Linked DNA regions of Ovis aries: regions 1 and 3 are each linked to region 2. A link is a contact called in public Hi-C data. All regions are on one chromosome and are shown on one strand. Each heading gives the region's core, a stretch centred on a gene start, on an enhancer-like site or on the middle of the called end of the contact. The rest is flanking DNA. Distances are from core to core; before and after follow the strand shown.

Region 1 (4,191 bases), core at 1,644-4,143, 170 kb before region 2:
AGCCTGGTGGGCTACAGTCCATGGGGTCGCAAAAGAGTCAGACATAACTTAGCGACTGAATAATAAGGTTGTAAGCCAAACACATTTTTTAAGCCCATATATGTCTGAACCTAAACACATAAAAGACAACCTCTCTGAGTACAGAACTTGAATTATGTATTTTTTTATTTCAAAATACTATTGTTTACTCTTTTGTCTCTTGGTATTCAGTGCTTTATAAGTAATTTGAGGCCAACTTGATTATTTGGGTTTTTTTCTCAAGTGTTCTTTTTATTTATGTGTTTATTTTCTAACCAAGGTATTTATAGATTTTTTTTCCCTAATCAAATTTATAAATGTCTTCTGGACATTTCTGGTACGGTGGTAACTTTCTCATTGTTGTTGCCTGAAACCCCATGCTCTTTTTTTTTTTTTTTTTTTTTTTGGTTCTGAAGCTAAAGATAGAATCTTTTGGTGATTACTTCGTCTGCTTTATTCTTTCTCTTGGAGTGAATATTAGCTCTGTTTTGGATCTCCTCTGTCTGCCCCCTTTTCTTTTGCTTTTTTGCTCATCTTAGGCATCTTTTCGCTATTTTCCTCTGACTTCCAAGTTTCTCAAGTCTGTGCTGTATTATATCTAGTTAGCCTTAGTAACAAGCTACCTCTACCTCCTTCCCTCAAATTCAATCCATTTTATTGGCACATTGTTCCGTCTTCATTATTGCCTACACTTGTAAACCCAATAGCTCCTTAAATCTCATTTCAGCGCAGCACAGAGATTTCCTTCCCTATCCCTGTTTTTTCCTTAATTTTTATTGGAATATAGTTGATTTACAGTGTTGTACTACTTTCTGCTGTACAGCAAAGTGAAACGGTTATACATGTATCCACTCTTTTTAAAATTCTTTTCTCATATAGGTCATTACAGAGTAGTGAGTAGAGTTCTCTGTGCTATATAGTAAGTCCTTATTAGTTTTCCATTTTAAATATAGTAGTGGGTATGTGTTAATCCCAATCTCCCAGTTTATCCCTCTCCCACTTACTCCCTAGTAATCATATGTTATTTTCTACACCTGTAACTCTATTTTTGTTTTGTAGATAAGTTCATTGGTACCCTTTCTTTGATTCTACATATAAGTGATATCACATGATATTTGTCTTTGTCTGACTTAGTATAGCACTCTCTAGGTCTACCCACATTGCTGTAAATAGCATTATTTTGGTCTTTTAACAGCTGTGTAATATTCCATTGTATATATGTACCACATCTTCTTTATCCATTCCTCTGTTGATGGACATTTAGGTTGCTTCCATGCTGACTGAGCAACTAACACTTTCTTTCTGGGCTTCCCTGGTGGTGCAGATGGTAAAGAATCTGCCTGCAGTGCAGGAAACCCAGATTCTTGGGATTTCCCAGGCAAGAATAGTGAAGTGGGTTGCCATTCCCTTCTCCAGGGGATCTTCTCAACCCAGGGATCGAATCTGGGTCTCCTGCACTGCAGGCAGATTCTTTACTATCTGTACCACCAGGGAAGCCCAGAAAGAAAGTGTTAGTTGCTCAGTCAGCATGGAAGCAACCTAAATGTCCATCAACAAAAGAATGGATAAAGAAGATGTGGTACATATATACAATGGAATATTACACAGCCATTAAAAGACCAAAATGATGCCATTTGCAGCAATGTGGATAGACCTAGAGATTGCTATACTAAGACAGAGAAAGACAAATATCATGTGATATTCCTTATATGTGGAATCTAAAAAAAGGGTACCAATGAACTTATATACAAAACAAAAATAGCTCCAGTCCATGGGATCTCAACGAGTCAGACATGACTAAGCAACTACTAACTGGATATTGTAAATAGTGCTGCAGTGAACTTTGAGGTGCGTGTATCTTTTTGAGTTATGGTTTTCTCAGGGTATATGCCCAGTAGTGGGATTGCTAGATCATATGATAAATCTATTTTCAGGCTTTTAAGGAACCTCCGTTCTGTTCTTCATAGTGACTATACTATTTTACATGCCCACCAGCAATGTAGGAAGATTCTCTTTCCTCCACACCCTCTCTAGCATTTATTATTTGTAGATTTCTTTGATGGTGACGATTCTGACCAATGTGAAGTGATACCTTATTGTGGTTTTGATTTGCTTTTCTCTAATAATTAGTGATGTTGAGCATCATTTCCTGTGCTTTTTAACCATTTGTTTTCTTTGAAGAGATATCTATTTTGGTTCTTCTGCCCATTTCTTGATTGATTTGTTTGTTTTTGTGATATTGAGCTGCACAAGCTCTTTGTATATTTTGGCAATTAATCCCATGTTGGTTGCTTCATTTGCAAATATTTTCTCCCATTCTGAGAGTTGTCTTTTCATTTTGTTCCCTGTCACTGTTTTGAAAGTGAAGTTTTATGCCTGAAAATCTCTGATTCCTCAGATCAATCTCATCTACTGAACAGCTGAATCTTTTCACATAAACAGTAATTCTCTTTTTGTTCAGCCTCACGAGGGTGAGGCTCTGTTTGGAATTGGTTGGGTCCCAGTCCAAACCTTTCAGACTCAGATTAAGGGACTTTCAGGTGGTGCTAGTGGTAAAGAACCTGCCTGCCAATACAGGAGACATAAGAAATAAAGTTCAATCCCTGGGTCGGGAAGATCCCCTGAAGGAAATGGCAGCCCACTCCAGTATTCTTGCCTGGAGAATCCTATGGACTGAGGAGCCTGGTGGGCTACAGTCCATGGGGTCACAAAGAGTCGGACATGACTGAAGCCACTCCACATGCACATGAGGGGCAAAGGAAAAGAATTGTCTTTGTTGTAGTTCACATTTGCCAGACTCTTGCTCTGTTTATCCACAGGGAGCAGAGGAGACAGAAGGGCCAGTGTTCACTTTTGCCCAGCAGAGGTCAAGAGTCCTTGTCCTGTTTGGTTGACACAGTGAGTGCCATGGCCTCTCCTCCATGTGGCATGACCGGCTCCCTGGGATCAATGTCCCAAGAGCCTCCCTTTAGTTGTTGGCTGGCCTTGATGGGAAAACGGAGAGATTTCCCATCTTGTGAGGACCTCAGCATCAGTACTCTAATTAAACACTCAAGTGCAGTTGACATCTATCTTTGAAAAGCTACCCTGACTCTGCCTAGGTCTCCAGGATCTACTATTCCAAGCTTCTGGGGTTGTCACCCAGCAGCAACTGGGAGCCATCTTCCCTTCAACCTGTTTTTTGAGATAAACTGAGGACTCCATCCTTCAGTCAGGCTGGTGGCGACCAAACTAGTTTCCAGAAATCTCTCAGAGGTTCTGCCTTATGTGTATGACCCTTTCTTAGTGTTTTCAGTAGTGATGCAAAAATTCACCTATTTGTGTATTGTTTTAGATTTTTTAAAATATTTATTTATTTGACTGCGTTGAATCTTAATTGTGCCACACAGGCTCTTGGATTTATAAAGAATTTAGAAAGGGGGTTCATTGTGAGCCACATATCCCTGCCTCAGCCCTGGCACCTTTTCAGGTTGATATTGAATTGTGCAGCAGAAATGAAAATCAATGGACCTGTGATCATTTCCTTTGGTTTCATGTAAGTTTGTGGTTCAAGGCAGAGCAGTCAGAGGGAGATACCCATGGGGTCAGGCAGGGGCGGAGTCTGTGTAGGTCAGCAGGCTGAGCTTTCACTTTATCACAAGAGGAGGAGATGAAATCATGTGAAGGGCTCTTGTCTGTGTGTGTGTGCTGTCAACTCAGTCGTGTCCAATTCTTTGCAATCCCATGGACTGTAGCCCACCAGGTTCCTCTGTCCATGGAAATTCTCCAGGCAAGAATAGTAAAGTGGGTTGCCATGTCCTTCTCCAGGAGATCTTCCCAACCCAGGGATCAAACCTATGTCTCCTACATTGTCAGGTGGATTCTGTAACACTAGCGCCACCTAGGAAGCAAGAAATGGAGTTTATGTAAGGGATATGAAGAGTGCTTGCCATAGGCAGTTCAAGATGTTGGAATAGAACACCATAGACCAGGTGTCTTAAACAACAGATATTTACATCTTACAGTTTTGAAGACTGGGAAATTCGAGATCAGGGTGCACCATAGTCAGGTTCTCCTGAGGGCCCTCATCCTGGTTCACTGACAGCCAGGTTCTTGCTCTGTCTCGCAGGACAGAGGGCAAGCTGGCTCTGGTCCCTTCAATTCCTTTTAAGAACCCGGATCCCATCACAGGAG
Region 2 (3,895 bases), core at 692-3,191:
AGCCAGGCTCCTCTGTCCATGGGACTTCCTAGGCAAGAATACTGGAGTGGGTTGCTATTTCCTTTTCCATAGGGTTATCCCAACCGAGGGGACCCATTTCTCCTGATTTCTTTAGCTGTGAGACCCCCTGGGAAGCCCCAAAAATTGTGTTAAACCCATTTGATAACGTTAATAGAGTCAAGCATATTTTCTTGCTTTCCAAAATTAACTGGAAAGGTTGTTTAATGTTATTGATAATTTTTGTCTGGAGAATCACATGGACAGAGGAGCCTGGCTGGTCTATAGTCCATCGTGTTGCACAGACTCGGACACGAGTGAAGCGACTTAGCACACACGTATAGGTATATACATTTATAAAACTCATAATCTGTGTAATGAGGGCTTCCCTCCTAGCTCAGCTGGTAGATCATCTGCCGGCAATGCAGGAGATCCCGGGTTTGATTCCTGGGTCAGGAAGATCCGCTGGTGAAGGCAATGGCAACCCACTCCAGTATTCTTGCCTGGAGAATCCCATGGACAGAGGAGCCTAACAGGCTACAGTCCATGGGGTCGTAAGAGTCAGACCCAACTTAGCAACTAAAGCACCAAACCAGTGACAGGAGTGCAGGATTGAAAAGCAGACAGCTTGGGTTAGACTCTCAGCAAAGCTGCTTTCTACCTGTATAGCTTAGGCAGATTATTTTAAGTCTTTATGCTTCAGTATGCTACTCTCCAAAATATCTCATACCATGTTGTAATAATTAAATAGATCAATACATTCAAAGTACTTAGAACAGTGCCTAACATTAAATGAATGCTTATTTTTAATCTTGAAACATGCTGAGAAGTCAAGATTTCTTGGGATGACCCTGATAGTCCAGTGGCTAAGACTCCATGTTCCAATGCAGGGGGCCTGGGTTCAATCCCTGATCAAGAACTAGATATTGTTGCAGTGAAAAGGGAGAAAAAAAAGAATGAGTTTTTTTTCTTTCCCTTTCCTGAGAACAAAGACAATAAAGAGAATAGTGAGCAGGCCTGAACATTCCTAGTTTTCCTAACTTCGCATGTGCATAAAAAATAAACCAATTTCAATTACAAAAATTTATCCCAAAAGTTTCAATAAAATTCTTACAAATTGATATCAGCCCTCTGGTAAAAATAATAATAATATGCCTGAATTAATTGGATCATAGATCAAAAAGGAAAAATCAAATAATCACACCAATAGAATTTCTTACAGTCTGGCAACCATTCTTTACAAAAAAAGAGAATGCTTTCTAAAATAGGATTTAAAAAAATACGTTCCTAACGTGATAAAGAATATCTGTGTGAACAGAATATCTGTGTGAACAGCCATATTTGGTATGATTAAAATGTGTTCTAAATAATTTTAGCTCTGAGGGATTGTATGAGTAAATAAGTGTAGAAATGATACAGTGTCAAATAAGCCTGCACAATGACTAACCAAATAAAACAGGCTTTTATGTGTTTATGTGTATTCTAACTGTCCATATGTTCCATAGCCCTTTGACCCCGTAGGACACTGTTGACAGAGCATCTCTCCAGACTAGCATTTTATAGGAAGTCACTTTGGAAAATGTAGTAATGGTCTTTCCACATAATACAGAAAACAAAATAATAGTGTTACTGACTCCACTCTAATGTTGTCCTAAAATTTAGGTCAAAGTGTTCTCAGCCAACATGGGGGCAACCCAGGGATCGAATCTTTGTCTCCTGAGTCTCCTGCATTGGCAGACAAATTCTTCACCACTGAACCACCTGGGAAGCTGGCAGTGAACTGCTTTAGTGACAAAACAAATCTACACACCCACTTTGCTTTAATACGTAAAACTCTGCTAACTTGGAGTCATCCATTGATCTTTTCATGGGCAGAGTGCAGCCCATGCACTGGGGAGCTGGCCGAGTGCTTGTTCAGGAAGGGATTATTCACTGATTCAGTGTTGTATTCCATTCTCTGTGTGAGCTGTTTCAAGGGTTGGGGAACTCGCATTTGCAGAGCTCATGCGCTGCTGCCATCTATTGGAAAATCTGTGCAACCGGCTAGAGCTAAGTTTTAAATAGGCTTCCTTCCAAATTCCTCACCCAATATTTCGTCAGCCGAGATTATAGTCTTGTCACAGGCCTGCCATCCAGGAGGGAAAGAGAACAGCAAGAGCCGAAGGGCACTTATTAAAGTGGAAGTAAGCATTTAAAGGCAATCGAGTGAAGGACCATTTTAAGTAAAAACGTGAAAGAGAATGCCCACTCAAATGGGCCGAAGCAGAGTGGCCGAGCAGGGTGTGGAGAAGATGGAGAAGTGGGAATGAAGAAGAAGAGCAGTAACGATTCCAAAGAAGTACAGGAAGATTTTACATACCTGTGAGTTCCATCCTCAGAGCTCATTCACTAGTGCAACTTGTTTGCCAGTCCAACAAGGTTAGCCTAGGTACCCACCTAACGCAATTGGCTGTATAGTACTGTACCGGTATAGGTTTACAATACTTTTTACACACACACACAAAAAAAAAACCATAAAAATAAAGAGAACATTTTTAATCTTACAGTACAGTTCCTTGAAAAGTACAGTAGTCCAGTACAACAGCTGGCATACAGGGGGCTGGCATGGAGTGAACAGGCAAGAAGAGTTACTGACTGGAGGAGGGAGAGGAGATGGGAGGTGCGAGAGCTGAAGGGTCGTCACCAATAGGAAACAGAGGGCAAGCTGCGAGCCTGATGTTGATGGAACGCACGTTTGCATCTTTGAAAGTCAGCAACATGAGGGTTCGTGTGTAGGGGTTTACTGTAACCCTTTATGAACATCACAGCTGTCTAGACACCCATACAATTCAGTTAAATGTACACCTAACCTACACAATTGTTTGTCTCTATTCCACCATCAAGAAAAGTTAAAACTAAGAAAAACAGATGCAACAAAACAGTTATCTAGGAGAGTGATAATGGTAGCTGAGATACAAGCAAAGGAGCAGAAAAAGGGATCAGGTTTTCTTTTAAGGCAAAGATGTAGGGGAGAATGTTTAGTGAAGACGGGAGTTTATGGAATCATGTAAGTTTGTTGATCATGAAGTATATGTATATAGAGAGAGTTTGGAAGTGGGAGGCTTGGTCAAGGATAGAAGTTCAGAAGGACAACATGTAGGAAGATGAGGTGCAGTGAACTAGCTTTCCATAGTCCTGTGAAAAACTAACAGAAACCTCAGTTATACACAGTTGGGCCGCCAGAAGGGGGAGCTCTCATGCCCTGAGATAATCGCAGAGCCAACAAGAAGAAAAAAGACTTCTTTCCTGGCAAAGGCTCAGCCAATGAAAGCCATGGACTCTGTTTACTAGAGTCTCACAATTTCCTTTTCCTCGATCAAGCCGGAACTGGCACATAGCTTGCCCTGGTTGCAGACCCAGGGATGACCTAGAGGGCTGAGATGGGGAGGCGAAGGGTGAAGAGAGGCTCACGAGCGAGGGGATATATGTATACACATGGCTGATTCACTTTGTTGTACGGCAGCAACTAACACAACATTGTAAAGCAGCTATACTCCAATAAGAGTATCGCTAATGTTTGATCTGCCTGCAACGCAGGAGACCTGGGTCCCATCCCTCAGTCAGGAAGATCCCCTGGAGAGGAAATGGCAACCCACTCCTGTATTCTTGCCTAGAGAATCCCATGGACAGAGGAGCCTGGTGAGCTACAGTTAACGGGGTCACAAAGAGTCGGACATTCAGGTCATTAGGAAAGTTATAACCCTCTGGCCTCTGACACCTCCCGTGATACCAGAGGAGCATAATTAACATTGTGCTGGGACAGTGGATTTCCACCAAAACAAGAAGGAAGTTAGTTGCAAACCCTGAATGGCAATTCTTAGTTGATCCCGAATAAATCTGTTTGCTTAGAGAAATATCG
Region 3 (3,985 bases), core at 722-3,221, 190 kb before region 2:
AAGCTTGCATTCATGCTAAAAAGTTAATGGATAAGAAACTAAACAGTAATGTAGTCCTCTGGTGGGTGGGATTTCTGAAGAACAGACCTTGTATACATATTGGATGATAAGATGTAGGAGTCTCAGGGAACTGATACAGCCTTTCCAACCCATCTCAGAGCAAGTGACTTAAGGATGAGAGCAAACCCAGATTTCCTGTCTCCTCTCACGTCTGCTTCTCCTTCAACACAGAATTCAGTTTATGAATAAAAAAGCCATTTGTGTATTTATTTTTAAAATAATATTAAAGTCAAGTCAAAAAATTAATCAAATAGTATTAAAGTCTAATTAAACATGATAAGTGTCAATTGTTGTTTGTTGTTGTTCAGCCTCTAAGTTGTGTCCAACTCTGCAACCTCATGGATTTTTAGTCTGCCAGGCTCCTCTGTCCATGGGATTCTCCAGGCAAGAATACTGGAGGGGGTTGCCATTTCCTTCTCCAGATAAGTGTCGGTACCACTCCTATAGATGTGGGGGTAGAATGGCATTGTTTTTAAGAAAGAGGTCATCTATACACTAGGTCTTGGATGAAGCAAAAAAATCCCTTCTCCCTGCTTCCTCCTCCCCTGATCTTCCTGAGGGCATTTCTATGAGATATTTTGAGGTATATTGCTATGATAAAAGCCTTCCAAACATTTCTCTTGAAAAAGGTAATAATAAACTTCTGTTAAGGGGAGGGAATTCAAGTACTTACCTCTCTGTTACTATTTAACAGAACCTACTATATTCTACAAACAGAGTGTCTTGCCTGAATCAATAAAAATGAAAGGAGGGGACTTAGGAGATGGGAATCAAGAATGGAGAAAATTCTGGCATTTCCCCAATATTCCAAAGCACAGATGACATTTATTCAACTGTAAGGTAAAAAGCACATGGGATTTATCAAAAAAAAAAAAAAAAGTGAATAAGACTGGCAATGTCAACTATTCGAGCTCTAATTATTCATTCATTAAGAAAATTAAAGAGAAGTAATACTCTTTTGTTGGGGGGGGGGAGGGGGGTGGTGGAGGGGGTCATAGTTCCCAGGTGACACCAGTGGTAGAGAATCTCCCTGCCAATACAGGAGACACAAGAGACATGGATTTGATTCCTGAGTCAGGAAGATCCCTGGGAGGAGGAAATAGCAACTCACTTCAGCACTCTTGCCTGGGAAATCCGATGGACAGAGTAGTCTGTCAGGCTACAGTCCATGGAGTGACAAAAGAGACACCACTTAGTGACTAGACAACAGCACTCTTTTAAAGGATATATTTTCTTATGGAAACTGGAAAATAATAAATAGCACTTTAAAAACACTAAGCTGTGTAAGAAACTGCAGTGGAACCAACATGCTTTCTTAATCCATTTATCTGCAGAAATGAGAAGTGAATCATATTTCAAAAGGTTTAGATATGCTCACTTTATTCTTCTGGAGTTATAATTTTATTACAATCAGATTTATTGAAACTTATCTGATTTTACATTCTTCTTAAAACATCTGCAAATAATATAATTCACCTGCATATTTGGCATAACAATATGCTTCTTTTCGATTTTAACAGAACCTAGTCCAAGCGTTAATTGAATCAAGCTGTTCAAAAGTAAATCTCCTGGGCATTTCTTTGAGCACATCATACGCACTGTAATACTTGTCTGGCAAATGTCTATTTTTCTTTATTTTTAAAATCAGGATCATGTAAAGAAGTTATTTACTACAAATAAAAAAATTCCTTCTCCCCGCTTCCTCCTCTCCTCTCACACACTTTCTTAAAGTAAAGCGAGAACCTAATTCACTCAAGGTAAAAGGCAAAAGCCAAAAATTAAAAAACAAAACAAAAAATCTAGTGGGCGCGTAGGGCCTATTACCGCCGAGTAATACGGTAACAGCAGGAGATTACGGTACTAGCCGGGGCTACTGACTGTGTTACGTCAGCGAGAGCCGCAAAGTTCCTTGCCAGTCTTTGCTGATGTAGGAGAGCTGAATATTAAAAGGGCGAAGGTGGAGTTACTGCTTGACTGTGTTTTTTTTTTTTTTTTCTTTTTCTCTTTTCTTTATTGTTAAAATCTCCAGGTAAAGCGTCTGTGAGCCAGGATCTTAAAGACGTCTCTGGTAAAGGGGTGAGTCAGAGGGTGCAAAACGACCGGGAACTGTTTGGTGGGAGAGACGGTCCCCTCTCCCCGCAGGGAGAAGGCAGCGGAGTTGCTCGGGGGACCGCCGGCCGCTCCACTTCTCTCGGCGCGCGCGCACCAGTGGCTCTGCATCCGCGCTCCAGGTGAGTGCGCTGCAGGGCCGGGCGGGTGAGGGCAAACCTCCCGGGGCCTTCAGGCGAGACCCTACTCCCACTTTCCCTAAGCTCCTGCTCCGTCTTTCACCCCCTTCCCCACCCCACCGCGTTTCCCTCTTGTATTCTGGGAACTTATCTCCTAGTTAACAAGTGTGTTTTTAACAGCGTATTTATCGCTCCGCGGGTAAGGGGAAACGGGTTTCTGCAGTTGCTTGCGTTCTGTTATCACCTGTGAGCTCTAGAACTTGGGATTTTCACGGAAGCCTTTGCTGAGGGAATCCCGCCTCGGGGCCCAGCCGCAAGGTGGGTCCCCATTCCCCCGCATTCCCACCGGAGTCCCTGTGGTCTGCTCGCAGCTATGGAAATCTACCTTTCTTACGCAGACGGTGACCCCCGACTCGGAAAATAAACACGAGGCGCCCCTGGCCGCCGGCTCGCGGACTTGATTTTTACGCCTACAAAATCCGCAGTGACTGCCGCCAGCAAAGCCCCTTAGGCTTAGCGATGCTCCCTGCTCCCACTCCTCCCCGGAACCCTCAGGGCCCTTCTGGGCGTGGCTAGAGGCTCGAGTCCTCCGGGACCCCTGAGCCTGTGGCTCGGAAAGGACTCTCGGACCTTTCCTAGAGTCGGGTTCAGCCCTCGTTGTGTCCCGAGGGCTTTGCTCTGGACCCGGCTTTCAGGCCGGCTTGGCTGGTCGACAGACCGGCGCGCTCCGCACGTTCAAGTGTGAATTCCTCTGGCGTGAGCTTGCGCGTGGCACTGCCTCTGCGGTCCCCGGGTCTCGGCGACTCCCTCTCCCAGGCCGCCCCCTCCAGGTGACTGCGAAGCAACCTGTCCAAGTGGCCACCGGGTAGATCCTCCGGGTTTCCATCAGCTTGGCTCGGTGCGGCATACCCTTCAGCCTCAAATCGCGCCACTCGGGCTAGATTTTAATTTCAAGCTAGACTTAAATTAATTTATTTTCAGATTTTAATTTCACGCCGGCCGTGCTGGAGCTTGGGGTGTGTTTGCCTCAGTCCTTGAACACCGCCAGAGGCCGCGAGGAGGAGCGCGCCAGGGCAGGTGCCCAGCGGCTGGGCACGGCTCGCGGTCCCCTCCCGCGCGCTGGGCTGCGGCAGGACGGGTCGCTTTGGGATCTGAGTCGGCGGGGCTCCCGGCCGGGTCAGACCCCGCGTCTAGCACGGCCTCGCTCCCCGAGGCGGCTGGCTTACACTCTGCATTTCTTTGCGCTCTTTCAGGACAACGCTGGCAAACTACTCTCCGCAGCCATCTCGCTCTTGGTGAACATTTCACAGCCGCGTTTCCCCTTGGCCTGCGCGATCTGTCATGAATGCAGCCACACCGAGTGTAACTGCGGGTGGGGAGAAGCGCCCAGATGCCAACGGTCCCCGCCTTTGAGAGTCGACGGCAGACCAGTACTTGCTTGTGGTTTGTTGGGGGGAGACTGAAGTTTTGAATTCCAATTATGTGCAGAATGCTCAAACTTCTCACTCGGACGGAGCGGACAGTGCAGGAAAGGGGACTCCCATAATTCTGGGATTGCGTTTTGCATCGCGTCTCCCTGAGTTCCGTGCTAAGGCTCGGATAGGGAGGGAGCCGGGGCCCCGGGCCAGCGCTACGGGTGGAGAGGGTCGGCTGGCAGCTCCGCGCGCCCCTGGCCATGTCGCCTTTAAAGCCCTACC

Evidence for each region. A called contact is a pair of places that touch in the nucleus more often than the background predicts.
Region 1: a contact with region 2 is called in a Hi-C map of liver, with 6 times the contacts expected there. The contact joins two enhancer-like sites. A contact is called at or near these places in 2 of 16 Hi-C or Micro-C datasets (liver and mixed tissues).
Region 3: a contact with region 2 is called in a Hi-C map of liver, with 3 times the contacts expected there. The contact joins the promoter of ADRA1A here to the enhancer-like site in region 2. A contact is called at or near these places in 2 of 16 Hi-C or Micro-C datasets (liver and tail adipose tissue).

What each region holds. Positions count from the first base shown.
Region 1 is chr2:38,873,683-38,877,873 of ARS-UI_Ramb_v3.0, forward strand. The region is part of intron 2 of ADRA1A (adrenoceptor alpha 1A); the gene reads left to right. Among named protein-coding and RNA genes, the nearest start is that of ADRA1A, 22 kb to the left of the region's middle. Within about 2 kb of position 2,894, at least 1 of the 54 cell types and tissues checked has an H3K27ac peak or open chromatin away from gene starts, as enhancers often do. A contact at or near this core is called in liver, where this site is marked.
Region 2 is chr2:39,045,615-39,049,509 of ARS-UI_Ramb_v3.0, forward strand. No RefSeq gene overlaps it. Among named protein-coding and RNA genes, the nearest start is that of DPYSL2, 120 kb to the right of the region's middle. Within about 2 kb of position 1,942, at least 6 of the 54 cell types and tissues checked have an H3K27ac peak or open chromatin away from gene starts, as enhancers often do. A contact at or near this core is called in liver, where this site is marked.
Region 3 is chr2:38,852,130-38,856,114 of ARS-UI_Ramb_v3.0, forward strand. It overlaps ADRA1A (adrenoceptor alpha 1A), which reads left to right and starts at 1,972. Exons shown (of 4, transcript XM_042243118.2): 1 at 1,972-2,291; 2 at 3,542-3,985.